Linked DNA regions of Mus musculus: regions 2, 3, 4, 5, 6 and 7 are each linked to region 1. A link is a contact called in public ChIA-PET, HiChIP or PLAC-seq and promoter capture Hi-C data. All regions are on one chromosome and are shown on one strand. Each heading gives the region's core, a stretch centred on a gene start, on an enhancer-like site or on the middle of the called end of the contact. The rest is flanking DNA. Distances are from core to core; before and after follow the strand shown. Region 1 holds the start of Chmp7 (charged multivesicular body protein 7). Region 2 holds the start of Fam160b2 (family with sequence similarity 160, member B2). Region 3 holds the start of Nudt18 (nudix (nucleoside diphosphate linked moiety X)-type motif 18). Region 4 holds the start of Reep4 (receptor accessory protein 4). Region 5 overlaps Slc39a14 (solute carrier family 39 (zinc transporter), member 14). Region 6 holds the start of 1700092C10Rik (RIKEN cDNA 1700092C10 gene). Region 7 holds the start of Ppp3cc (protein phosphatase 3, catalytic subunit, gamma isoform).

Region 1 (3,339 bases), core at 434-2,933:
ATATAATGTTACTGTGATTTGATAATTGATCAAACTAAGGCTTATAGGTGGCACCTGTATCCTATGCAGGCCACAGCATAGAAAATAGTAAAGCCAGGATCTTCACAACGGCGTGGCCCTTGAGCAACGCTGTAGATGTATGGATATCAAATTTGGACAAGTACCAGGATGTTTCAAGGATCAGGAGCCAGAGGAGGTCAAGGTGTTAAAGGTCTCTGGATTTGGACAGGCTCCACGACTGTCCTGTATCAGGAGGCCCATTTTGGTTTTGTCCCTTGCTGACTTAACTGTTTTCCACCTTGGGCATCTGGTAAAACATTTTTCAAAGGACAGTTTCTCAGAGGAGAATTTCAGGACGGTTTCTTAGGTCAAGGTCGGGCAATGAAAGGTACTGGGAACAGAAGTCAAGAAGGGCGACCATTTAATGAGAAAGCATTATCCTAAAACAAACGCAGACCCTTGGCTTTCTCTTTGTTCATAGAAAGAGACACGGTGCTGGGCTGAGCTGGGCTGGGCATAACATGTACAGTGTGAAATACAAATGATTTCGAATTCAAAGGAAGGATCCAGCCCTGGGGTTACTCTAGCTGTGTAACCTGGAATAGGTTAATCTCTCTGAGACTGTTTATTTTTAATAAAGATAACTGCATTATCTTGCCCTGGACTATTAAAAAAGCCAGAGAGTGGAGTTTGACAGTATCTGAAACCATGAAGTACCAGTCATCTATCAGATATGCCACCTCTTCAAGCACAACCTGAACACTGTATCTATCACACACATTTATCACATAAAGCTCTTTCAGAGGCCCCCAGCTACACAGTTAAACTCTCCTCTCTGGTCTAAATAATCTCCGTCCCGGACATACCAGGAAAGGCTACTTGTACGACCTGTACCAGAGTTCTCTTGTCAAGATGTCTAGAATCCCATGAGTACTCTCTCCTTAGCTCTGTTCTCTCTTAGTTCAAAGTACCCACCGCAGAGATCTGCTGTAAAAGTAATTCAAGTCTGGAGGTCCTGTGGAAATAACTGCATAACAGGATCCCAGTTCAAGTGTCCCGCTGACACCTCTGCAAAGATGGGTCTCTTCTGGACCATTCTGCCTATCCCCAGTCACTCCAACCATCCCAGCCCCTCTTTCTCTCTGAGTCCAGACATCCATCCGTGGAGCAGCCTCCTCGTCCCCCTCCTCCTCCTCCACCCACTGAACAAACCCTGGACGCGGAGTCTGGGCTGTCAAGGGGCAGGTCTGATGTCAGCCCTGGGGAGCCGCCCCCCGCCTGGCCCTCTCGGCCTCGGTCCTCACCGCAGCAGGTCCTGCAGCACCGTAGCCAGCCCCAGCGGGACACTGCCCTTGCGCTGGAAGGCCTCCTGCAAGTCCCGCAGTCGCAGGCGCACCACCCCTTGGCGGCGGCTGTGGCTCAGCACCAACGGAGCCCAGAAGCCCATCTTGCTGTCCCAGTCGGTGCTGTTCACCTCGCGACTCCTCTTAAAGGCGGAGAACAGAAAAGACATGCGCTCCTCATCCTCCTCCCACTCGGGCGGCAGGAGGCCCGCCGGGTCTCCCCCGGTCGGGGCCTGGGCCTCCCGCTCCGGGGACCACATCGGAACCCCAGCCCCGCCAAGGAACCGAACACAAGCCTGGCCCGGGTCCCCTTCCGCCCCAGGTCCCTCTCGGCTTCCGTCGTTCCTTCACGCCCTCCTCCTCAGCCATCACGTCACCACCGCCGCCTGTGCGATAAAAGTCCCGCAAGTCTTCAGGGCGCAGGCGTGGCGCGGCATTCATTTGGCCGGGAGGGAGGGAGGAGGGCGTTCTCGCCCGAGAGAGGCAGAACGCAGGCGCCGGACCTTCTCTCCGTGGCCTTTGTGCGACGGGAAGGCTTTTGCGCGTGCGCCACAACCATAGAGTTTGGCGAGGCGTACTAGAGGGGCTACCTATTGCACCTCCCGGGTGGTTCGGGCTTAAGGTTAGCCAGGCTGAGGCTATGGGAGCTGCAGGTGGATACACAACCTTGGATCTGGTGTAGCTCTCCTTAGCCCAGAGACTTTTAAGTTAAACAAACGCCCAAGATACCTTTCTTTCACTAGAATATCAGCCGATTAACAAAAATGGTCCCAAAGCTCCGTGACACTGGACCCATTTTTAGGGCTAGAGATAGTCTTCTTAATCACTTTCTTCCCGCTCTTTAGCTCTGGGATGTCCTTTTTCTCCTGAAAATTCATATTCTGCCAGGTCCTTTAAAAAAAAAAATCGTTCCAACTCTCATCTGAAGCTCCGGCTGCCTTGGCTGCCAGTTTAGCATTTGTCTCTGACCTTTCTGCTTCCTCGAAGGAGAGGGCAGACAGCGATGCAAGTGTCTTGCAATGACAGCGCTACTGCAGAAAATACTTTATGGACTGAGAGGTACTTAAACCTTACCCTCTAGTTACTTTTCCGTCTTGAAGAGTCTTACAAAATTTGTTCAGTGTTGAGAATAAATTGTGGTGGTGGTAGTTATAGCCGGACCGTTCAAAAAGAGACTAGGACGAGCTGTTTTTTAATTTGAAATTTGCACAGACCCGGCCGAGGGCACGCACTCACTACAAGTCTAGAGAGACTGCCCCGACCGTTAAAGACAGGTTTATAAAGGGGAAAACTACTGGTTCCATACTTCCATTAACGTGGTCGCTGTTGGCAAGCATGACAGGATATGAACTTTTAACAAAAATGAGGTATAGCACCATGGCTTCTCTGCTTGATCGAGGAGCAGAAAACCTTCAGGTTACAGAAGCAGGACGATGCAGGTTAGTAATAGTTCCCATAAATACCGTGTATTTATGTTTTGCTTACTTGTGTGCAACTGCACCGCGTACGTCCAATGCCCACAGAGACCAGAAGAGGGTGTTGGATCCCCTGGAATTGTAGAATTGTAGTTTTAGTTGAGCTCTGCCCTGCAGACGACGGTAACTACAGATCCAGCCTGGAAATATGCTGATTTTTAAAAGACTTATCAAGCAAGCAAACAAACAATCTAAAAGGTGAAAGGAACTGTTGGTGTAAACGTTAAAAATTAAAGCGAAAGTTTGTTTCGACTTAGGAAAAAGTAATTTCTGTTAAATAGTCGCCTTTATAAACTGGTATTTCCAGTTTGAGGGAAATGTGATGAGTTTCGGGCTTCAGAGTAGTTGAAACAGTGTTAAGGTGAATTTTCATGAGCATTGAGTTTCATTGAATTTTAATAAGCATTTTGAAGGAGGAAATGGAGTGTTTAGTTATATGATGTGTGTACTAATTGCTATCTATGTGCTATATTCCTCAAAGTGTGTTCAAAATATCTCACTTAGCGGCCTTTTTTCAAATA
Region 2 (3,339 bases), core at 353-2,852, 870 kb after region 1:
GACAATTGAGCTGTGTCCAGAAGGATGAATTAGTGTATCAGATTGCTTTCTAAGATGACACTTGTTTTTATTTGGGACAGGAAGGAGAAGAAAAGGTGAAAAGGTCATTTTGGAAACTCCCTCTTGGGGGTACCCTAGGCCCTGTTCCTCACAGCAGAGCTGGACAGTGGGGGGAGGGGAGGTTACAGAAGTGCCTCCCTCTCCTTTAACCAGTTCTCCTAAGGCTGAGCCAATTGATATGAACAATAGCAGCCTAGCATGGTGATTTCATCCCAGCACTCGGGAGGCAGAGGCGGGTGGATCTCTGAGTTCGAGGCCAGCCTGGTCTACAGAGGGAGTTAAAGAATACAGGGCTACATAGAGACAACCTGTCTCAAACAAACAAACACCAAACACCAAAAACAATGAAGGTTCTGACTGGGGGGGGGGGGGGGGCGTCAGACCTAAGATTGTTTCTCAGGACACAATTTGATAGACTAAACCCATCAATTAGACAGTGTTCTTATACAATGAGAAAAAAATAATTAACTTTTCAAATAGCTTCTTGCAAGGCTGCTGAATGAAGTGACCAGGGACATGCACTTCCAGAAAAAAGGGGCCTAAACACAAACTGAGAGAGAGAGAGAGAGAGAGAGAGAGAGAGAGGAGAGAGAGGAGAGAGAGAAGGTAAAAGAGAGAGCGCAAGCAAGCTAGCTTTGCATGGAAACAACTCTTCCATTCAAAGCCCCTCCGGCAGGCTGAAGTCCCTAACTCAAGGTCAGCTGGCTCAGTGGCTTGAGATAAGCCTGCAGAGGGCTACTTCCGGGTTCTCGCGACCACCCACCCCTGCAAAGGTCTCTATCACCTTCTTCCTGGGACTTATGTCACTCAGGGCTGCAACTCCCATGCTAAGAGGGAACTCAGTGCGGGAACCCCTGCTCCCAGTAGTTGTCTGGCAGCTAAGAGAGGAAGGGGAAGGCTGTTGTCAATCCCAGGTGAGGAGGAATGGAGGAACGTCAGGAACGAGAAAGGAAGGCTGCCGGGCGGAGGAGGAGGCGTGGGGGCAGATCTGGGAGAAAGGGCTGGTGACAAGGGAACCTTTGGGGAGAGAAGAGTTACAAAGCTAGCGGAAGCTCTCGAGGCACAGGGAACGTTAAAGAAGCCGAGCGGAGCGCAGGCTCGGGGGACCGAGTCGCAGGTCAGGGAGTGGGACACAGGAAGCACAACAGGAAGCAGTGCGGAGGCCGGATCGAGGGATCGGGACTCAGGATCAAGGGAGCATGGCTCAGGATCACGAGAGTCGGGCTTAGGATCAGAAGAGCGAGGCGCAAGATCGAGGGAGCCGGTCGGTCTGGAGAGAACCCCGGAGCTAGGCGCTCCTGGCGGCCGCGACGCGGGACTGTACCCGAAGACGAAGCCCGGAAGCGGCGTCGGGGCCAGGGGAGGGGCCCTGCCCAAGGGGCCCGCACCTCACCCGCCCGCCCCCCTGCCCGCGCCCGCCCCTCCGGTCCGACCAGGGCCCGGCCTCACCGCCCCCACGGCCTCCTGCAGCAGTGCCCCGAGCCGGCTCAGCATGATGGCGGCCCGGCCCGGCTCGCGGCCCGGCTCCCGGTGGCGGCGCAGCGGTGGCGGAGGAGGCGGCCCAACGGGCGGGAGGCGGGACCCGGCTCTGAAACCCCGCCCCTGCCGGAGGGCTCGGGGGCGCTCTAAGCCCAGGGCTGGGCAGGTCCTGATGGAGGGCGGTGGGGAGCACCCTGGGAGCTGATGACCTAAGATTCCTTTGAGTAACACCCAGAGACTTCTAATTCCTCGTGCACCCTCACAATCCTACCAACACAGTAGCCCTGGACACACACGGCTCTGGAGTGTTTAAAATGACCTGGCCCTGACAAGCTGTGTCAAGGACACTCCAGAAGGCAAAGACATAGTGGGAAGAATTGACGACATGTTTAAATGTAATGGATTAGGAATATTGGAATAGGTTATGGCTAATATTAATTTCACCCTGTTGTTCAGTACTTTTATAAAAAAAAAAAAAAAGGTCGTTATTGGAAAAGATGTCCTCTAAGGTTTGCTGTTTGATTAGGAATTGATCCGAAGAGTCCCAGCAAAATCTGTCTCATGTCCCCCGCTCTGGAGGGAAAGAAAGCAATTGGGGTACACCTGCAATCAATCCCAGCACTCAGTAGTATCAACAATTCAAGGAGGTAGTGAGATCCCGTACCAAACACATACACACACACACACACTGACACACACACTCCGAACACAAAGATACATGCATACATACACACACACATACCACTCACACAATTACAACACACTGACACCACACACACATACACACACACACCACTGAGAGAGAGAGAGAGAGAGAGAGGTTGAAGACACGAACTGTTTAAAACAAAAACCAAAGCAAACAATAAAAAACAAGGGCTGCATGAGGCTCTTGGTTCAATCCTCAGTATCAGATAAGTAAATAGATAGATGGATAAATAATACATAAATTATATAAAAATTATGTAAATGTATATAGGTATTTACATAAATTATAAATGATTAAATTACTTACATCTATCTTAAATATCCAGGATATCCTAAAACTCACCATTATTTTTGTTCCAAGGCTGGAGATTATAGGCTTGTGTTACCATACCTGGGCTGCACTATAAATTCCAGGCCAGTCTTAGAAACATAGTGAGACATTAAAAACAAGAGTTGGGCCGGGCATGGTGGCACACGCCTTTAATCCCAGCACCCGGGAGGCAGAGGCAGGCGGATTTCTGAGTTCAAGGCCAGCCTGGTCTACAAAGTGAGTTCCAGGACAGCCAGGGCTATACAGAGAAACCCTGTCTCGAAAAAACAAAAACAAAAAACAAAAAAACAAAAAAACATGTAAATTGCACTTGATGTCACATGCCTTTGATCCCAGCACTCAGGGAGTAGAAGCAGGCAGATCTCTACTAGTTCAAGGCCAGCCTGGTCTACAGAGCAAATTCTAGGACACAGAAACCATGTCTTGAAAATGAAAAAGGAAAAGGAAACAGAGTTGACACATTGTTTTTTTTTTAATTATCAGATATTTTTGTTGTTCATTGATTTCATGACTGTAAAGTCAACTCTTGTTTTCTTTTTTCAAGACAGGGTCTCATATGGACCAGGATAGACTCAAACTTACTGTGTAGCTGAGGTTGACCTTGGACTCCCAATCTTCCTTTCCTTAGTGTTGGGATCTGGCATATGCCTGGTGTGTCCACTGCTAACAAGAGAGCCCAGGGCTCATGCATGCTAAGCAAGCGCTCTGTGCTGCATTCTAAGCCCTCAGCTCCTGACTCTAAATGGTGAGGTGTTTAGTAAATA
Region 3 (3,339 bases), core at 423-2,922, 850 kb after region 1:
ACTGAGGCACTGAGAGAGCAAAAGGGGGGTAGGGGGAGAGGAGGGTAGGGGAAGAGAGAGGTGGAGAAGAGAGAGGAGGCCTTTAACAAGTGGCTCTGCACCCTGGGGCCTGATCTTGACCCTCTGCCGATGACTACAGTTAATTTAGAAATAGGAGGTCTTCAGTGGCCTCAAGTCAGAAGTGTCCAAGTGCCTGAAAATACTGTGGGCCACTAACAGTGCCCATCCAACCTCACGTAGATTTCCTCTTCAGGGAGTTTGCATCAGCATCGGGGAGAAGAAAGGCTGAGACCAGTCCCGGAGGGCTGAGATCGCCTGCCAGTCAAGTCTACAGAGCACAGATGTGGTTTTGTGGTGCTGGGAATTGAACTCAGGGCCTTGTGTATGCTAGGTAAATACTCTACCGCTGAGCTATACTCCCCAGTTTCACGGTGTGTGTGTTCTTGTATGTGCAGGTGTGCTCTATGGACTATGGCTTTGAGACCCTACCTGGAGAACAGGTGGGCTGCCTGGTGACGGTGTTCAGATAGTGCATGGCTTCTCCCAAGCTCTCTTGGCTTCTCAACAAGTATGGAAAAGGAGGGCTGTTACAGACCTACTGTACAGATGAGGACATTGAGGCCACCCAGGGCACAGAGCACGTCAGTCAGCAGAGGCTGGATGTCTGGCTTTTAAACTCCAGAGCTTTGTCAGTACCATCAAGCCACTGTCCCCCAAAGGAGGTACACAGAGCCAGCAGTGGGGGAGGAAAGGGAAGTCTGGGATGGGGTGAGGAGCCCAGACTTGGCCTGCTTTGTGGATTCCTCTCAGCTGGCCCTGCCTTCCTGTCCTGAGTGGAGGTTAAAGAAGCTCAGAGGAAGAAAGGTCAGGCTGGGAGAGAAGCAGGAGCTGGCCAAAACAACCCACACCCTGTTCCTCATGACCAGGCCCTGGACGCTGGGTAGGAGGGCACCACCCCTGCCCTCTAAAGATGGAGTCTGTTTCAGAAGCCTGGGAAAAGCATTGGGCACAGGATCGGATGCAGGCTACAGTGCTGACTTCAATCTCCCTTTCATTCATCCCCCCCCCCCTTAGCTTCTTCTCATCCCCAGCCTTGTCCCACCTTGACCACCTGTCCCATCCCTCCTCTGAGGCTTGTCAATCACGTTCCCCATCCCCCACCCCACCCCCAAACCAATCCTTTAGCCTCGGACTCTTAAAATGCCCTGTGTCCATCGACCTAGACAGATCAGAATTTCTAACGCAACGTTATGTGCCTGAGCCATACCACATTCAGAGCATTTTAACGAAGTCAGAAAGTTATTTGGGGCCTATTCGTCGTGAGCACTTCTGTGGTTCGTTTATGATAAAAGCTGGACAGTGGGAGCGAACGGCGGAGTCTGGGCTTCCGTAATGTCATCGGACGAGTGACGCCATCGACCCTGGTCACAGTGGTGTTCATCACCCTACAGGCAGGATGACATCACCGTCGGAACCCGCGCGGACAAGTGCGTGCTGGGTGAATTAGCTAATCGCTAGGGAGAGTGTGAAGTGAGGCTGAAACCCAGGAGAGGAGGGGGCAGAGGGAGGATCCCGGCGCCCCGCCCTCCCGATAACCGCTGCGAGCTGGCCAATCCGGGCAGGCCGCAGTGACGCGCAGCCTATCAGCGACCAGGTCTCTCCCGGAGGTTCCGTGTTAGTCTTGGCCCTCAAGTCAGGGGAGGGGGCGAGGGCGCCGCGGCCCACCGCAGCTCAGGTCCCGGCCGCTTGCCTCCGGGGGTCTGGCAGGTCCCGGCTTGCCACCTCCCCGGAGACTTGATGGCCACGGAGGGCCTGGCAGGGGCGCTTGCCACCGTGCTGGGGGGAAAGGGGTTGCTGGTGCAGAGCTGTGACTCGGAGCCGGCTGGGAAGCCGCTGTTTCCCGTGCGGCTGCGGAAGAATGTCTGCTACGTGGTGCTGGCCGTGTTCCTCAACGAGCAGGTGAGCGTCCGACCGGCCGCTGGCCTTCGGCTGGTCTCGGGAGCGTGCCGCCTGCCCTGATCTGAACAGGCGAGCCAACGGCCGCTGCCTGTATGTGGCGCTTCCCAATGTTGCAAAGCACTCTCAACACTAGCAGCTGAGCTGAGATCGTCCTTCTGTAGACTCTATAATATGGAAGGAGAAGCCGAGGTCCCGGGGCGGTTTATCTCATCCACTAGACCTCGCCCCCCACCAGGAGAGGCCTGTAATATGCCCCCTTCCTTTCCAGGAGTCTAGACTCTCCCGGCGCCTCGGGAGAGTAATGGGGAGCTTACATGCAGGCCTCCGATCCTGTGAGAGTTCTTTTTAGTGATCACTTCTGCACAAGTCAGCGTTATAAAATCCTGGCCAAGAAGGGGTAGGTTGGTATAGGGGTGGAGCTAAGTTTCAAAGCCTCAGACCCTAGATTGAGGACTTGACACAGGCGGTTTGTAAGTCCCATGGGAACAAGAGCAAGACAGTGGCATAAATGAGTCAGTATAGGAGTGGTGGCAACCTTCAGGAGGAAGCCTCCTAGAGCAACGCCCAAGGTCCTCAGCCCCTTTCTACAACAGAAGTCCCTCTGGGTTTGAGTTACAGCAAAGCGGAGACAGCCACTGCTTTCAGCCATATCAGGGCCTGACTCCTGAGGATCCAGCATCCTAAAGGTGTCTGTCTACCAAGAAGGGAGCTTTGGGCTGCCATCCAGGTAGGGGCTACTCTTCTGAAGCCCCCAGACTGGCTGGGTAGGAGTGAAGATTGTCTCACTTCCCTCCCTCCCAGGATGAGGTGTTGATGATACAGGAGGCCAAGAGGGAATGCCGGGGGACATGGTACCTCCCTGCAGGAAGAATGGAACCAGGAGAAACCATCGTGGAGGCCATGCAGCGGGAGGTGAAGGAGGAGGCAGGGCTGCTCTGTGAGCCAGTGACACTGCTGTCCGTGGAGGAGAGGGGCGCCTCCTGGATCCGCTTTGTGTTCCTCGCTCGACCAACAGGTATCCCCCACCTAGTGACATTTCTCACGGTCCCTCATCCATAGCCAGCCATACTGTGGGCTTCTGCTTATGGCCATTGACCTACTACGGGCTAAGAGCTTTTGGGGGTCTCTCTCTCTCTGGAGTGTTGGGGTGGCCATTTACTCTCTCAGGCTCAACCCTTCTCATACTGGCCCTCTTCCCACCCCACCCCCCAAATCTCTCCTAGGCGGAGTTCTCAAGACTTCCAAAGATGCTGATTCTGAGTCCCTCCAGGCCGGCTGGTACCCACGGGTCTCCCTGCCCACACCGCTTAGAGCCCATGATGTTCTGCACCTGGTAGAGCTAGGCGCCAAATTCTGCCAACAAGCCATGCACCCTCTCAT
Region 4 (3,339 bases), core at 274-2,773, 810 kb after region 1:
TTGCAGTAATCGCTGACAGAGACCCACAGTTGGACAACATAAAGAGACTGAGCCACTTCGGAGCAGTCAGACCTCAACGGGATGTCTCCCAGCCCTCCCTTCGAGGCTCCGGGATCTCTGCAAAAGTAGGGACAGACAGACTGTAAAAAGCAGGGGTGGTGGATGCCTCCACAGAAACAATCTTTTCCAGACCAAATGGGCAGATGCACACATGAATTCAGAGACTGTGGCAGCGTACACTCGCCCTGCATAAGCTCAAGCCAGACACAAAGACCAGCACAGAGGAGGGGAAGTGGGCACAAAGTCTCTCTCATCCCTAGCCATGAAGCTATTCGAAACTGATATCTGCTGGAAAAGGGAAAGTTAGTCTTCTCCAATGGAGCTGCACTGGGTATATTAACTATACTCCAGGGTAGGTCCCATGCTCAGGAGTAGTTGGCCATCACAAATCAGACTCCATGGTTCTGTTTGGTTTTTGGGGTGTGTGTGTATGTGCGCGCACTTGAAAGGCATAGGCAGGTAGATCTCTGAATTCAAGGCCAGCCTGATCTACAGATAGAGTTCCAGGACAGCCAGGGGTACAAAGAGAAACAATGTCTCAAAAAAAACCAAAAACAAAAACCCTACGATGATGATGATGATGAAGAAACTAAGGTACTAACGATGATGACGATGACAGTAATGATATATCTAAGTTTGTCAAATGTTATAGATAGCCAGTGTGGCCAATCTAATAAGAAGACGCTTCAACAATTCCATCATTTCGCACAACAACAACAAGAAGCACAAAACAGCAAGTGTTGATTTTAGAATTTTCTGGGATATCTCTATTCCTGTCTCAGAAACAGGTGGGTTTTCAAAATTCTAGGAAAGAAGATCCGGGGTGAACCCGGATCATCACTCAGTCTCTAAGACACTGGGGTCAGAATGCCCAGGTATATGGATCGTGGAAAGATGCTTTAGAAACAAGTGGAGTCCTGAAGCTGTCAGAAGGGTGATTCTCCAATCCCACTCTTCCCTCCTTTCTAGCATGGTCAGTCAGCTGGACTTCTGCGAAGGTAAGATCAGATCAGAACGTGCTTCCTGTGGGCCAACCACTCATTTCATTCTCTATCCCATTTTACAGAGATGGAGAAATGATAAAAAGGCATCCGAGGAACACTCTCGAGTTGTCTTTTATTTCCTCTCCTTTCCTTTTGTTTGTTTGCAACAGTGTATTGATGATACACCTGTAATCCAGCCTCACTGATAATTCTCCTGTCTCCACCTCAGAGACTCCTGTGCGCCACCCACACCTAGCTAGCAGTTCGGGGTTTTTTTGTTTTGTTTTGTTTTGTTTTGTTTTTTGTTTTGTTTTTTTCCTCCCTATCTGTCCACCTGCCAACCTTTCAGAAGACTATTCGACCGGCGGCCCCACCTCCGAAGTGCGCCGAGCATCGCCGCTTTAAGAGACGGTCCTTTTGTCTCCCTGACCTCGTCCCGCCCCTCTGAGGGCTCCATTGCGCCTGCGCCTGGAGCTTGAGCGCTGGGGTTGGGCAGGATCTGGTTCCGTGCAACTTTTAAGTGAGTTACAAACTCCGCCCCGAGACCGGTGCAGGTGGTCGGGCGCTCTGCCACCCGGGCGGCAGGTGAGAGCTGAGGTCCGGCCTGCCACCCGGACCCGAGACCAGCAGCGCCGCCCTCGACGGGGGACGAACGGTTCTCCGCGGCAGGAATTGTGGGACTGAGCCGCCAGGATTCGGCGAGGCGGAGGGACGCGCCCTCCCGCCTCGATCACAAGGCGGCTTCCTCTGCTAGGCCCTCGGTCCCCTGGTTCCGGGTTCTCCTGGCTCCCCGCACTGCGGGGTCGAAGTCAGGGGTGGTGATCTCCGCCTACACCGAGGGAGAGGTGTACTGCAGCACCACTCACCCCCTTGTCCCAGCTCCTGAGTGAGCGTCCCTCCGCTTGTCTCTTGGGGTCATCCCCCTAGGCTGTCAGGATGGTGTCCTGGATGATCTGTCGCCTGGTAGTGTGAGTATGGTCACTGTGAGACACCTCCCCCCTCCCTTTTGTCCCAGGATGCCAACCTGCCTTTGGGTGGAAACTGGGGACGTTTGTAAAGAAGGGAAAATTTAAAGACTTCATGACCCCGTTTCCCAGCACACACTTAACGGTCCTGGGGGTCTGAAGTGGGACCTGGTCACTGCATACCTTGTTTCCACCCTGCAGCCTTCTGGTCTGACAGAGACCCTTCCTGCAGACAGGTGCTGCTAGGGCTCAGGGCTTTTACCACCTACAGTCCTGTGAGAAGGTGATTAGGTACTGCTGTGGGCGGAGAATCTAGGTGCCTCCTTCCCATCTGAGCAGCCACATGACCCACCACCCTAGCTTCAGCTTCTGCAGCCTGCACCTCACTTTTGGATATCCCAATACCTGGCTCAAATGTCCCTCACTGCATGCTGGTGGTCCTGGGCCTGATTACGTGTAGTGGGAGCGGACAGCCTAGTGTTCTCACCCACCTTGTGTGTTCTCAGTCTGTCCTGTACCCATGGGCCACCAGCGCAGGCCTAGGCAGGCTTGGTATGTTTGTAAACAGCCGGGTGGGGAGGCAGCCTCCGGGGCACTGACTCAGGCACCCAGGGTTGTGCAAGCCAAGCGGGAAAAACAGGGCAGGCACTGCCATCTCGCACCCAGGTCAGGGGGAGCAGCCACCTGGCAGGGAGAGGGTGGGGCATGGTCCCCTCACACTTCCTGTGACTGCTGTTCCAGGCTCATATTTGGCATGCTGTATCCTGCGTATGCTTCCTACAAGGCCGTGAAGAGCAAGAACATTCGAGAATATGTGAGTGCAAAGAGTGGGGTAGACGACAACATTGAGGAATGGTCAGGGAGGTGGTAGGACTTGGTGATGCTGGAGGGCCTGGCCTGTCAGACTCCAGGGGCTCGATCGATGGTGGAACAGATCTCAAGTAGAGTGGTCTAGTGGAAGGAAGGCCAGCCATTATTAACAATAGCCATGGAGGATCTCGTGGGCGAAGCATGCTGGGGGGGGGGGCACTGGAACGGAAGGCAGTTTCTCAGGGGCTCCTGTCTAAGCAGATGTGGGAAACTGTAGCCAGCAATGCAGTGGGACTGGCTTTGAGGAATCTCTGGGTTGGGCAGGCTGGGGGCGGGTCCTGGCGGCTTAGGCTCGTGAGCTGAGCTCTGCACTCTGACCCACAGGTACGGTGGATGATGTATTGGATTGTCTTTGCGATCTTCATGGCAGCAGAAACCTTCACAGACATCTTCATTTCCTGGTCCGGCCCAAGGATTGGCAGGCCATGGGGTTGGGAAGGGCCTCACCACCACCACCACCA
Region 5 (3,339 bases), core at 303-2,802, 610 kb after region 1:
TAAAAGTGCCTGGGACACAAGCCAGGTGATCTGAGTCTAACCCCTGAAACTCACTTACATGGGTAAATGGAGAGATCACCCTCCAGAAAAAGAAAAATGTTCTCTGATTTCCACACATGTGCCATGGCAAATGCACTCCCCATCGTACATACACATATAAACTATTGCTAAATAAACATAAGAGCTAAGAGTGCTCCCAGTCACACAGACCTCAGCCTGACCCTGGATCCCACATTATCAACTTCGAGGATCTAAGTCAAGACACAAGCCGATGGGACTTGGTTACCTTACAGCGAGAAGCAAAGGCTGGAATGGCCCCTCCCTCGGAGTAGCCAAAAAGGTGAGATACAGAATAGAAACATAGTACTTGCTATGCCACTCAATAAATGTTAGTTGTCTAGAGACAGAGTAACATAGACAAGAGAAATAAAGAAGGTCTAGAGATACAGCTCAGAGCTGCAACACTCTAGTGGTCCCTCAGCCCCAACCCTGCACTTCCTACAGGGACACCCTGCACCTGGGACGTCTGATCAGGGATGTCAGATGGGGGCGGGGGGGGGGGGCGGCTCTCAGATCTGCAACATCAAACGGGCAGGTGGGTAGCAGGAAGCCTAGGGTTGGGCTCTGAACCAGAGCATCCAGGCCTGCTTTCTGTCACAGGGCTGAAGAGCAGTATTTTTCTCCTCCCTCCTCTTGTTCATAGGTTCATGAGCCAGATTCTACAAAGGTTGTCTCCCTGCATAAGCTGAATGGTACCCACAAATCACCTCCATGGGAAACCTCAGGAATGTGATCTGAGTAAGAAGTGGGGCCTCTGCTGATGAAGTCAGGCAAGGATGTTAAGAGTAAAAGCATCAGGGGGTGGGTGGCTATGGGGGACTTTTGGTATAGCATTGCAGATGTAAATGAGCGAAATACCTAATAAAAAATGGAAAAAAAAAAAAAAAAAAAAAAAAAAAAGAGTAAAAGCATCCTGGAATCTGGATGGGCCCTAAATCCAATGGCTCTCGTCATTATCAGAAAAAGGGGAGGAGATGGGGACATACACACACACAGAATTAAGGAAGGTGGTAGAAGGACCAAAACAGAGGCTAGTGTTATGTAGCCACAAGCCAGGAAGTACCAAAGGTCCCTTCCCCACCTACTGTGACTACTCCTCCCACCCCCAAACCCCTACCTAGACCTGAAGCTGAAGACATCAGGAAGGATTCTTTAACAGGAAGAGCTGTTGGAGCAGAGCCCCACCCACACTTGATCTCAGCCTTCTGACTCCAGGAACTACAGAGAACACCGTGGTGGTTGGAAACCACCAACCTCCGGCAACCTGTCAGGAAAGCGAGCTCTAGGTAAATACTTTGGTGTTGGCATCAAGGCGGGATCACTTTAGTCAGGTTTATAGTTCTAAGATGACTCCTGTGACCCTTGCCTTCTTTGTGGGCAGCACCTGTAATTGAGATGGCACTCCTGCGTCATACCTGCAGGGAGGCTGCAGCTGGTGGCTGACAGATAGGAACTGAGACTGGTGGAGGCCCTGGCCAGCACGTAGCAGGTGGAGGTAAGAGAATCAAGAGTTCAAGGGCATCCACAGCCTCACAGTGAGTGCAAGGCCAGCTCGGGTTACAGGAGACCCTGCTTCAAAAGTTAAAAGGGAGAGAGGGAGCTGGCCTTGTGCCTACACTGGTAGAGTGCTTGCCTAAGATAAACAAAGCCCTGGCTTCCATCCTAAACACAATCTGTGTGGTGGCACCTGCCTGTGATTCCAACAATGGTGGTGAAGGAAGAAGAATCTGAAGTTCAAGGTTTAAGGCCTGCCTATGATACATGAGACCCTGTCCCAGAAACAAAAACAAGAGATATTAGGAAATAGGGAGAGAGGGTTTTCTAGGAACTGAATGTGGTCCCTGGCTAGCAACCAGAGGAAGGGAAAATCCATCCTACATCAACAAGGAGCCGACTTCTTTCCAACCTTGCAAGCCACCCTCCCAGAAAAGAACTTTGGTTGGCACTTCGACTTTAGCTTTGTAGGGCTCTTAGCAAGCTAGACTGGCCAAGAGGAATGGGAAATCACAAAATGGGTGATCACAAACCTATAGTGTTGCACTAACGTGCCTGCCACACACTTCCATTTCCTAAAAGTATGAATGGCAAGTTCTGGTCACAGGTGGTGGTGGCCCCAAGCTGAGCAGGTCTCTGAGCTCCCCCCTACTCTGGATGAACCTCCATTAGCCCGTCCTACTGACAACATCACGCACATGACTACTAGAGTAGTGAGGGCAGAGGACACTCAGGATAGTGGTTTCTGACTATGGCTGGTGTTGATTAGCTTTCACGCAGGCGGCCCCTCTGGCCTTTTAACATCAGGTTACAGTATGTTCTATGAGTTACAATACTACTGAAGCTATGAAGTTAATAAGACTATTGCTTAGGACATATGCCAAGCCAGGCAGTGTCACCTGCCTACAAAGCCAGCACTGAGGGGACACTGAGGCAGGAAGATGGGTAAGACTGAATCCAGCCTGGGTTTTAAACAGAGATCCCATCTCAGAAGAGAGACGTGGACTGGGGAGATGGCTCAGCAGGTAAGAGCACTGGCCTCAAGCCTGACCACCTGAGCTGCATCCTCAGAACCCACAAGAGAAGGCAAGAACTGGTTCTAGCCAATTATGCTCTGACCTCTGCACGGGTGTGCGTGTGAGCGCATACAAGCAGTTGATCAATGTAAAAAGAAAAACTTCAAAGATAAATGTAGCAGTTACTTAGTGTCTTCACTGCTAAGCCTTCCATTTTTCTCCTAAGTTCTAATTTAAAAGGATATACACACATACATATATACATACATGCATACACACATACATACATGCATGCATGCATACATACACGCATACATACATGCATACATACATGTCTGAGTATGTGTATGCCTCCCTTTTCCCATTTCTATCTCCTCTGTGGATACCAGCCAAAACTCTAAGCAGACTTGTCCCAGACACTCTGGCTGGTTTTGTTCTCTTTTCCTGAAGACCCTCCCCACACTCTTTCCGCAGCTGCCTGTGAATCTCTATAGCTGACATGTCCTGAGTTTCTTCCTTTCTTCATTCTCTTCCTTCCAGCAAGTGTCAGCTTTACATCACTTGGCCTGCTTTTCTCTCAAACTCTAATAAAACAGTCTTTGAGCTTTAAAACTGATAGATACATAGACAGACAGACAGACAGACAGATAGATAGATGAGGCGCAGACAGCAGAGGGCTGAGAGGGGCAATCAGAAGGGATGATATCCCGATGACACTGTAGGTACAAATGTCCCTGTTAGCCAGGGATACCAGCTTCTACCTCTGGAA
Region 6 (3,339 bases), core at 305-2,804, 560 kb before region 1:
TAATGTAGGACATTTTAATTCTTACTTTGAATCATACTCCGAAAAACTAATGAATATATATGTAAATTTAAGCACATGTAAAACTAAACAAGAAAGTTATTTCTGAGTGGAAGTTTTCAAAATTGTGTGCTATCTAGACCTGGGAGAGGGTTCAGAGACTAAAGATGCTTGAACGGGATTCCTAGGATGCACTAACACCCTCAAGTGGTCCACTGATCTCCACTTCCATGTTTGCAGCCCCTTTCCAAGAAATAAATTTCTTAAGTTTTTGTGTTTTCTGACTGGAAAGGGGTGGGTGAGTTCCTTTCATGGAGAGTTCAGGAAATAACATCTAGGTCTCTTGTGTAACTGTAAATTTTCGTGAGAAGATTTAAAAAACATTTTATCTGAAAATCCCTTAAATCTCATAGTGAGTTTTTTCTCTTTTAAGCGATCTTAAAAAAAAAAAATCTTCCCATCCTGTTTTGGGAATGTAACACCAAAACCCGGTTTGTTGATCTCCTTCGCATGAGCTCCAGCAGCGGAGAATTCTTGTTTACACGTTGTTTTACTTATTATCCCTCCAGTGGACACTTCTACCCTCCTGAAAACGAGATGTTCGTCCTTTGTCTCTGCACGATCATATCTGCTCACACTCTCCGTGTTCCTAACCATTCGCACACCATGGAGACACCTTATACTATGCCCAAGCTGTGTCCCAGTTCTGAAGATTTAAGACTGGGTAAAATTCCCCACTTACACACGCTTGTACAGGCTTTAAGGCAAGAGAAAGGGGAAGAATCCCGGGGAAGAGATGAAATGAACTTATCTCTACTCTTCTGGGGCAAGAGCTTACCTTGTTTCCCAACCAATCCAGAAATACTTAAAGATGACCAGAGCTCCCCCAACTCAATTTGCCTTCCCTGTCAAGTGACAAGACCCTGGCGCTGCTGGACTCAAAAAGAATTGCTCCTCAGGCTGTATTGGTCATTAGTATCCCGAGAAGAAACCCAGCTTTACACCAGTTGAGAACCACGGGCTTGTCATATCTTGGGGACTCCCCAGCTTTCTATCCTCAGATTTTCCTTTTCCTCGAAGGGGTTAACTGGGAAAAACAGATGGGTTGCTTGCCCTAAAATAGCCCCACAAGTGCCATCCAGGTAATCCAGGTAGCAGGTTCTAGCAGGCTCCCCTCAGACCGGACCCCTCGGGAGCTCTCTGTTGTACACTGTTGAGAAATCTCAGTAGGAACCAAACCTCCCAAAAGGATGTGGAGGGACTGAGGACCAACAGAACGGCCCAAATTACCAGTTTTTGGGTAAGAAGGCTCAGGGTTAGCACGTGGTTTCTGTGGGAACCAATGGAGGACAGCGATCTTATCACCCGGTCCTGGTGCCCCAGTCAAGGGAAGGCGCGGTCCAGGACCTAGTGTGCATCCCAGAATCGATTAGGACTGCCACTACAGAAGAGGAAGTTGGGGGTGCGACACCTGGCTGTGGTCCAGAACTTGCCAGCTCCGCCCCTCGGCTACGAGATGCTGTCGAGTCCTGTGGCCTCCACCCCTTTCTCGGTAGCTGACATTCTCAGGCTGGAGTGCCAACAGAAGGATTCCAAGACCCTGTCACAATGGGAGTTGCATAGGAACCCAGTAAAGCCTCGGTACCTAAGAATGAACCAGGAATCCGGATGGTTTGAGAGCAGCGACAGGGCACAAGCAGTCCCTTTTCGGTGCACCTGGGAGACAGTCCTGGAGATGGGCTCGAATCCTGTGGGGGAGCCACGTAAGTAAGCGCTCTTTCCTACAGGTGTTATTGAGGGAGTGGGTCGTCAATGAGGGAGAAAGTGCATATTTTGGGGTCCCATCCTACCGCCCCTCATTTTAGGAGTTCAAAGGGCAACCTCTCTGTTTCTAGTCCTTGAATTTTGGGATGTTTCTTCCCACAGTCGCCCCTCTAATAACCACAAAGAGGGGATGGAGCCAGGTTATGAGAGCTCCCCTCCCCCTACCTCATCACCACTGCCCTTACCTGACTAACCTGAACCTTCCTGGATGAACCATCCTGGAGCATGTTGATTTATCTGGACATGCGCGCGCGCGCGCGCGTGTGTGTGTGTGTGTGTGTGTGTGTGTGTGTGTGTGTGTGTGTGTGTTGCTTTCCGAGTGAACCTGGGGGTGCTTAAGAATAGGGAACCTTAGTTGGAGATGACCCCCTCAGAATCGTGGATCTTGGTCCAAAAATGCATGGGCAAGCAGTCCAGGGACCCATCCTTAGCTTGTGGAAAGAGAAGGGGCAAACAAGGAATTTGTAATCTGGCTACTTCTATAATAATCCAGGTGGTGTTTATAGGCAGGGAAGGCCTGCTACTGGAAAGAAAGAAATGGACTGTCTTCTCACCCAGCCTCCGGGCCCTTCTGAGTATTCCCACCAGACTGAGGTGGGGAAGGAAATAGTTTGGCACAACCAGCCTACCCTACCAAGCCAGACCACAGATAATCAAGGCCACAGTCTAGCCTAGTAATAGGTAATCTTCGGGGTTATCCTCTGACGTGAGGCTGTTTATCACTGGCCCCCCAAAAGAGAACATTAAATTTTCTTCCGTTCAAAAAGAAATGTATGGTTTTTTTGTAGTGGACACTAAATATTCAGTTCCCTGGGCATGGGTCTGTTAACTTAGAGTTGCTTTTAGCTTTGCTAGAAAAGGTTGTTTCTCTCCCAACTGCTCCAGCCCCAGCCCACCCAGAGGTCCTTTAACTGGAAACTCATGGCGACCTGTCCTCTACCACTGTGACAGCCACCCAGGTCCCACCCCAGCCTGGCTGAGGGCTTTTGGTCAGGGAAATGGGTCATCTGATAAACTTCACCAAAAAGACAAGGGACCTGCCTTCCCATCTGAATCTGCCCTTTCCTCAAAGCAGGGCTCAGGGCTCTCTAATTGTTCTAAGAGGGCATAGGGTGCTAACACCTTTTTATCTGTTTGTCTACTGGGTTTGGGTTTTGTGATTTAACCTTTAATGTGTCCATTGTTGTGAGAGAAAGTAAAGAATCAATTTTTGTTGTGTAAAAATGAAATTCAAGGAAGCCAGATGACACTCCTTATTCAGTCCCCTCTGTCCTACGGAAGCTATGTTCTATCGAACCCAGGGCTCTCATTAATAAACTGAGTTTATTTTCAGTATTCCACTTGAATGATCTGTTTGAGATAAATTTCATAATTTTGGAGATCCCACAGTTAAAGTTTCTATTATCGGTTTTGCTTTTGGATTTACCTGTGTGGGGGCTCTTGTTCTGATGGGGGCTTGGAACCTATTACTAGCCTGGGGCTAGATATGTAGATCTGGCTGAAGAGGAACTTAAAGGG
Region 7 (3,339 bases), core at 542-3,041, 560 kb after region 1:
CTGGTGAAAATAAGCTGGTACAAAAGGAGATTAGACTCTGAGATTCTTGCCGGTCTGAGGAGAGCGCCGCTTAAGCCTCGCGCAGACCTCATTTATCCTGGCTTGACTCGGGGATTCAGGTTTAAGTGGTTCCCCTGTCTACTTCAGCTGAGAAATAGGCATATTTTGATAAGAGAAAAATATGGGAAGAAAAAGAAGGACGAAACACTACAATGGTAGAGTGGCGAGAAATCATTTTAACGTGGGAGGAACCCGCCAACACCCTTGCCCTTGCGCAGTTGGTTTGCATGGGCCCGTGCTACCCGGGACAGTTCAGAAGTTAATGTCCACCATGACCTTGCTTCACCAGGGAAGGTTGTAGAAGTGATTCCTGTGTATTAAGAGGCTCAGATCTTCCTCATGGCTTAAATGCTATAAAGCCTTCCACGAAGACCGTCATGGCACTCTAGCTGTTAAAGGACTAAGTCCATTCTATGAACAATTGACTTCAATCCCTAATGATTCCAAATTCTGAGGAAATAAGTCTCAAAAGTACTGTCTGCCAAGGCAGATAACTAACATTTATGACACCAATACTATCCTTCTCTCTCTGAGCACTCAATAGGCTCCCCCTTATTTAAAAAAAAAATTATCATTACTAATCTTAGTTTCCTGTCTCCTAATATCAAAATGAAACGGGGAAATAATTTTTAGTTTTTTCCCACTATGGTGAAAACCACCTCACTCAGAAATAACTGGTCTAAGCATAGCACCTTCTTAGAAAACAGTGCTTTCAAACCAACTATTATTATGGAGGGGTCTTAGAAGTCGGACAATAGAAGCATGTGAATCAGTGGTTATGTTAGACAGGTCCTTTTGGGTAAAGGGCAGAAACTATATCATAAACTCAGAAGATTTAGAAACACTTTCGTGTTTCCTTAGAATAACTGAATATCAGATATAATGAGAGACATCTGGGAGATTATTATTCACCAAGTCCTTATAGCCAAAACTTGTAAGCCCTTTTAAGAAGACTGTGTCACTATCATCTTGTTTCTTTTAATAAAAGCAATGACTTGGGATATGTAGAGAAAGTGAGCCAAACGTGCACAGTATACCCACCACACCCCTCAAAAATAATTTTTTAAAGGGTTTGGTAAGGAGCTGTCAAAAAAGAGCTGAGCCTAAGGAAAGGCATGACTTGGGTGAGTCAAGAGAACTCCCTGCTCACACAACCCAGACGGTGTCCCCAGATGAAAGACCAAAAAGTGGGGAATCAGGAGAAACCGCCTGGATGCTTCGGGAGTGGATGGCGGGCGCGGTCGCTCTATCCACCTCCCGCTAGGTACCCGTCCAGCAGTCACCGGGGACGCCGGCGGACAGCAGCCCGGTCCTCCCCGCGCCCTGCAGCGCCTCCCGCCGCTGCCTCCATCCCCGCTCCTCGAGTCCCCGAGCCGTCGCCCGGCGAGGGCCGTTCCCCGCGGCGCGCTCGGCACCTTTGATGACGCGCTCGGTCGTGGAGAACTGAGGGCGCCTCACGGACATGGTCTCCTCCCGGCTCCGGCGGCCCGCTGGACGCAAGCCGCCGCCTTCCTCCTAGGCGGGCTGCGCTCGGCGAGCGGGCAGCCACCGTGCCGGGCCCCGGAATACGGGGCGTCCTCGGACGGCGGCGGCCGCAGCGCCGCTCCCTCCCTGCGGCGGCGCCCGCGGCTCGGCGGGGACGACCGCGTCGAGAGCTACGGCGACCGCGGCTGAGGGACACAACTAGGGAGACCGCGGCTGCGCGCGGCTGGGGCCCCGCGTGCGCGCCTCCGCGCTCACAACTTCCCGGCGGCCTCGAGGGCCGCAGCCGCGCTCTGCGCACGCGCGGATCTCGGGTCTCAGCTCCGGATTCACTGCTGACCGCCGTCCGCCTCGCGTGGGGCAGATGCTCTGGACGCCCAACCCTGACCTGTAGCTTCTCAAACCAGCCGCTGGGACCTCGGAAGCAGCTGCGACCTTGGGACCAGGCAGGTGTCCTGATTCTTGGTGGCTGCCACTGAGTCTGTGTCCCTCTCATCAGAGAGAGCCCCTATCTCATGAACGCTCTCTCCGTTATCACTGGGGTCCTCCACCCACTTTGTCTCCATAAGAAATTAACCATTCTACCCTGTTTCTCAGGTTACCCTCTCCCATTCACCAACCCCCAAACTTTGAAACCCCTGTCAACTTCATGTTTGTTGCATACAGCTTGTATCTAGCAGCCTAAGTACCTCCGTGGCCATCCTACTCCAGTTCAGCTCCTGGGAGAACCCCGTTTCTGAGAAGCGGTGTCTCCCTTTCTATATACATGAGACAGCAGTCACTCACTGTCTTCTGGGACGCTAGCCCAGGCTTCCTTGAGAAAGGGAATTGACTTCTAACCGATTTCCCCTTATATTGTCACCTGCCTACTTGGACGCATCTATTCCACTGTGGAATAGTGACACACAGTGACACCGCACCTGCCTCCCTACCGTGTGTGAGTGTGTGTGCGCGTGTCATGTATGTGTGGTGTGGAGTAGGTGTGTGTGCATGCATGAAGTGTTTGTATTTGTGTGTGCTGGTGAGCTGGCCCATACGAGCACATATGGAGGCCAGAGGTCGAGGCCATCCTCTAGTGCTCCTACCTTAAATTTAATAGACAGGGTCCCATTAAACTTGAAGCTGACATGCCTGCTAGACTGGAAGGCCAGCAAATTCTCTCACCTGTCCCTCTGCCTGTCCCCTTTCCCCCATAGCACTGAAGTTACAAACGCTGAGGTTGTACCCAGGTTCTATTTGAATGCAGGGACTCAAACAGAACCCCATGCTTGTGTTTCACTGAGCCATTTTCCTCATCCCCTCCTCATATGTTTTTTATTTTGTTTTATTTTTGCAGTGATGGGGACTTGCAATCCCATAGTCAAGTTTCACAATCTGGCTTATTTTTAGGTTAAAAATTGGTCATTATTGCTCCTTAATTAGAAGCCTCTTTCTCACTGAGGACAGGACTTGGCCAGGCAAAAAGTACTTTGCTTTTTTTTTTTATTTTAGCAATGATAATGAAATATTGAAACTTAAATCCAAGGAAACGTACAATTTATAGGCCAACCAGTCTTCATAGTTACTACAATGGCCAATAAGTAACCATATGTGGCATTGTAAATTAAATTTTAGTAGTTCAGTTTCCTCTTGTGTCTTAGCCAAACTTCAAGTGCTGGCTGCATTATTGGCTGTGATAAGACATTTTCATCATTGTAGAAAGGGTTGGCTTGGCTTGGCTTGGGGATTTTGTTTGTTTTGTCTTTAGAAACAGGTCTTATGCCATTCAAGCTAACCTGGAACTCATAGCCAAGAGTG

The links. Promoter capture Hi-C pulls out the DNA fragments that hold promoters and counts their contacts. ChIA-PET counts read pairs in DNA pulled down with a chosen protein or histone mark. HiChIP or PLAC-seq counts read pairs in DNA pulled down with a chosen protein or histone mark. Capture Hi-C pulls out chosen DNA fragments and counts their contacts.
Region 2: a contact with region 1 is called in an H3K4me3 HiChIP or PLAC-seq map of bone marrow-derived macrophages, with 5 times the contacts expected there. The contact joins the promoter of Fam160b2 here to the promoter of Chmp7 in region 1. A contact is called at or near these places in 5 of 39 promoter capture datasets (the HPC-7 cell line, cranial neural crest, liver and 2 more), 1 of 115 datasets of contacts at active chromatin or transcription factors (bone marrow-derived macrophages) and 1 of 9 other capture datasets (adipose tissue).
Region 3: a promoter capture Hi-C map of liver shows a contact between it and region 1, with 2.4 times the contacts expected there. The contact joins the promoter of Nudt18 here to the promoter of Chmp7 in region 1. A contact is called at or near these places in 2 of 39 promoter capture datasets (liver and pre-B cells) and 1 of 9 other capture datasets (liver).
Region 4: an H3K4me3 HiChIP or PLAC-seq map of bone marrow-derived macrophages shows a contact between it and region 1, with 3 times the contacts expected there. The contact joins the promoter of Reep4 here to the promoter of Chmp7 in region 1. A contact is called at or near these places in 1 of 39 promoter capture datasets (pre-B cells), 1 of 484 Hi-C or Micro-C datasets (B cells), 2 of 115 datasets of contacts at active chromatin or transcription factors (bone marrow-derived macrophages and pancreatic cancer cells) and 1 of 9 other capture datasets (liver).
Region 5: an RNA polymerase II ChIA-PET map of memory CD8 T cells shows a contact between it and region 1, with 6 read pairs. The contact joins the enhancer-like site here to the promoter of Chmp7 in region 1. A contact is called at or near these places in 8 of 39 promoter capture datasets (the C10 cell line, cranial neural crest, frontonasal cranial neural crest and 5 more), 1 of 484 Hi-C or Micro-C datasets (B cells) and 2 of 115 datasets of contacts at active chromatin or transcription factors (large pre-B cells and memory CD8 T cells).
Region 6: a contact with region 1 is called in an H3K4me3 HiChIP or PLAC-seq map of embryonic stem cells, with 4 times the contacts expected there. The contact joins the promoter of 1700092C10Rik here to the promoter of Chmp7 in region 1. A contact is called at or near these places in 4 of 39 promoter capture datasets (the 3T3-L1 cell line, cranial neural crest and stem cell-derived epiblast-like cells) and 1 of 115 datasets of contacts at active chromatin or transcription factors (embryonic stem cells).
Region 7: a contact with region 1 is called in a promoter capture Hi-C map of pre-B cells, with 5 times the contacts expected there. The contact joins the promoter of Ppp3cc here to the promoter of Chmp7 in region 1. A contact is called at or near these places in 7 of 39 promoter capture datasets (the HPC-7 cell line, cranial neural crest, frontonasal cranial neural crest and 4 more), 2 of 484 Hi-C or Micro-C datasets (CD4 T cells and cortical neurons), 2 of 115 datasets of contacts at active chromatin or transcription factors (bone marrow-derived macrophages and memory CD8 T cells) and 1 of 9 other capture datasets (adipose tissue).

What each region holds. Positions count from the first base shown.
Region 1 is chr14:69,730,887-69,734,225 of GRCm38.p6, forward strand. Chmp7 (charged multivesicular body protein 7) reads right to left here and starts at 1,684. Exons shown (of 10, transcript NM_134078.4): 1 at 1,305-1,684. The coding sequence starts at 1,603. 4930480K23Rik (RIKEN cDNA 4930480K23 gene) reads left to right here and starts at 1,948. Exons shown (of 3, transcript NR_130157.1): 1 at 1,948-2,782.
Region 2 is chr14:70,598,233-70,601,571 of GRCm38.p6, forward strand. Fam160b2 (family with sequence similarity 160, member B2) reads right to left here and starts at 1,603. Exons shown (of 17, transcript NM_194345.1): 1 at 1,510-1,603. The coding sequence starts at 1,554.
Region 3 is chr14:70,576,152-70,579,490 of GRCm38.p6, forward strand. Nudt18 (nudix (nucleoside diphosphate linked moiety X)-type motif 18) reads left to right here and starts at 1,673. Exons shown (of 3, transcript NM_153136.5): 1 at 1,673-1,959; 2 at 2,761-2,974; 3 at 3,183-3,339. The coding sequence starts at 1,798.
Region 4 is chr14:70,543,728-70,547,066 of GRCm38.p6, forward strand. Reep4 (receptor accessory protein 4) reads left to right here and starts at 1,524. Exons shown (of 8, transcript NM_180588.2): 1 at 1,524-2,011; 2 at 2,750-2,822; 3 at 3,203-3,279. The coding sequence starts at 1,980.
Region 5 is chr14:70,339,984-70,343,322 of GRCm38.p6, forward strand. The region is part of intron 1 of Slc39a14 (solute carrier family 39 (zinc transporter), member 14); the gene reads right to left. Among named protein-coding and RNA genes, the nearest start is that of Slc39a14, 9.8 kb to the right of the region's middle. Within about 2 kb of position 1,553, at least 69 of the 459 cell types and tissues checked have an H3K27ac peak or open chromatin away from gene starts, as enhancers often do. A contact at or near this core is called in liver and memory CD8 T cells, where this site is marked.
Region 6 is chr14:69,170,289-69,173,627 of GRCm38.p6, forward strand. 1700092C10Rik (RIKEN cDNA 1700092C10 gene) reads right to left here and starts at 1,555. Exons shown (of 3, transcript NR_045931.1): 1 at 1,288-1,555. Nkx2-6 (NK2 homeobox 6) reads left to right here and starts at 1,514. Exons shown (of 2, transcript NM_010920.2): 1 at 1,514-1,760. The coding sequence starts at 1,514.
Region 7 is chr14:70,287,706-70,291,044 of GRCm38.p6, forward strand. Ppp3cc (protein phosphatase 3, catalytic subunit, gamma isoform) reads right to left here and starts at 1,792. Exons shown (of 14, transcript NM_008915.3): 1 at 1,476-1,792. The coding sequence starts at 1,524.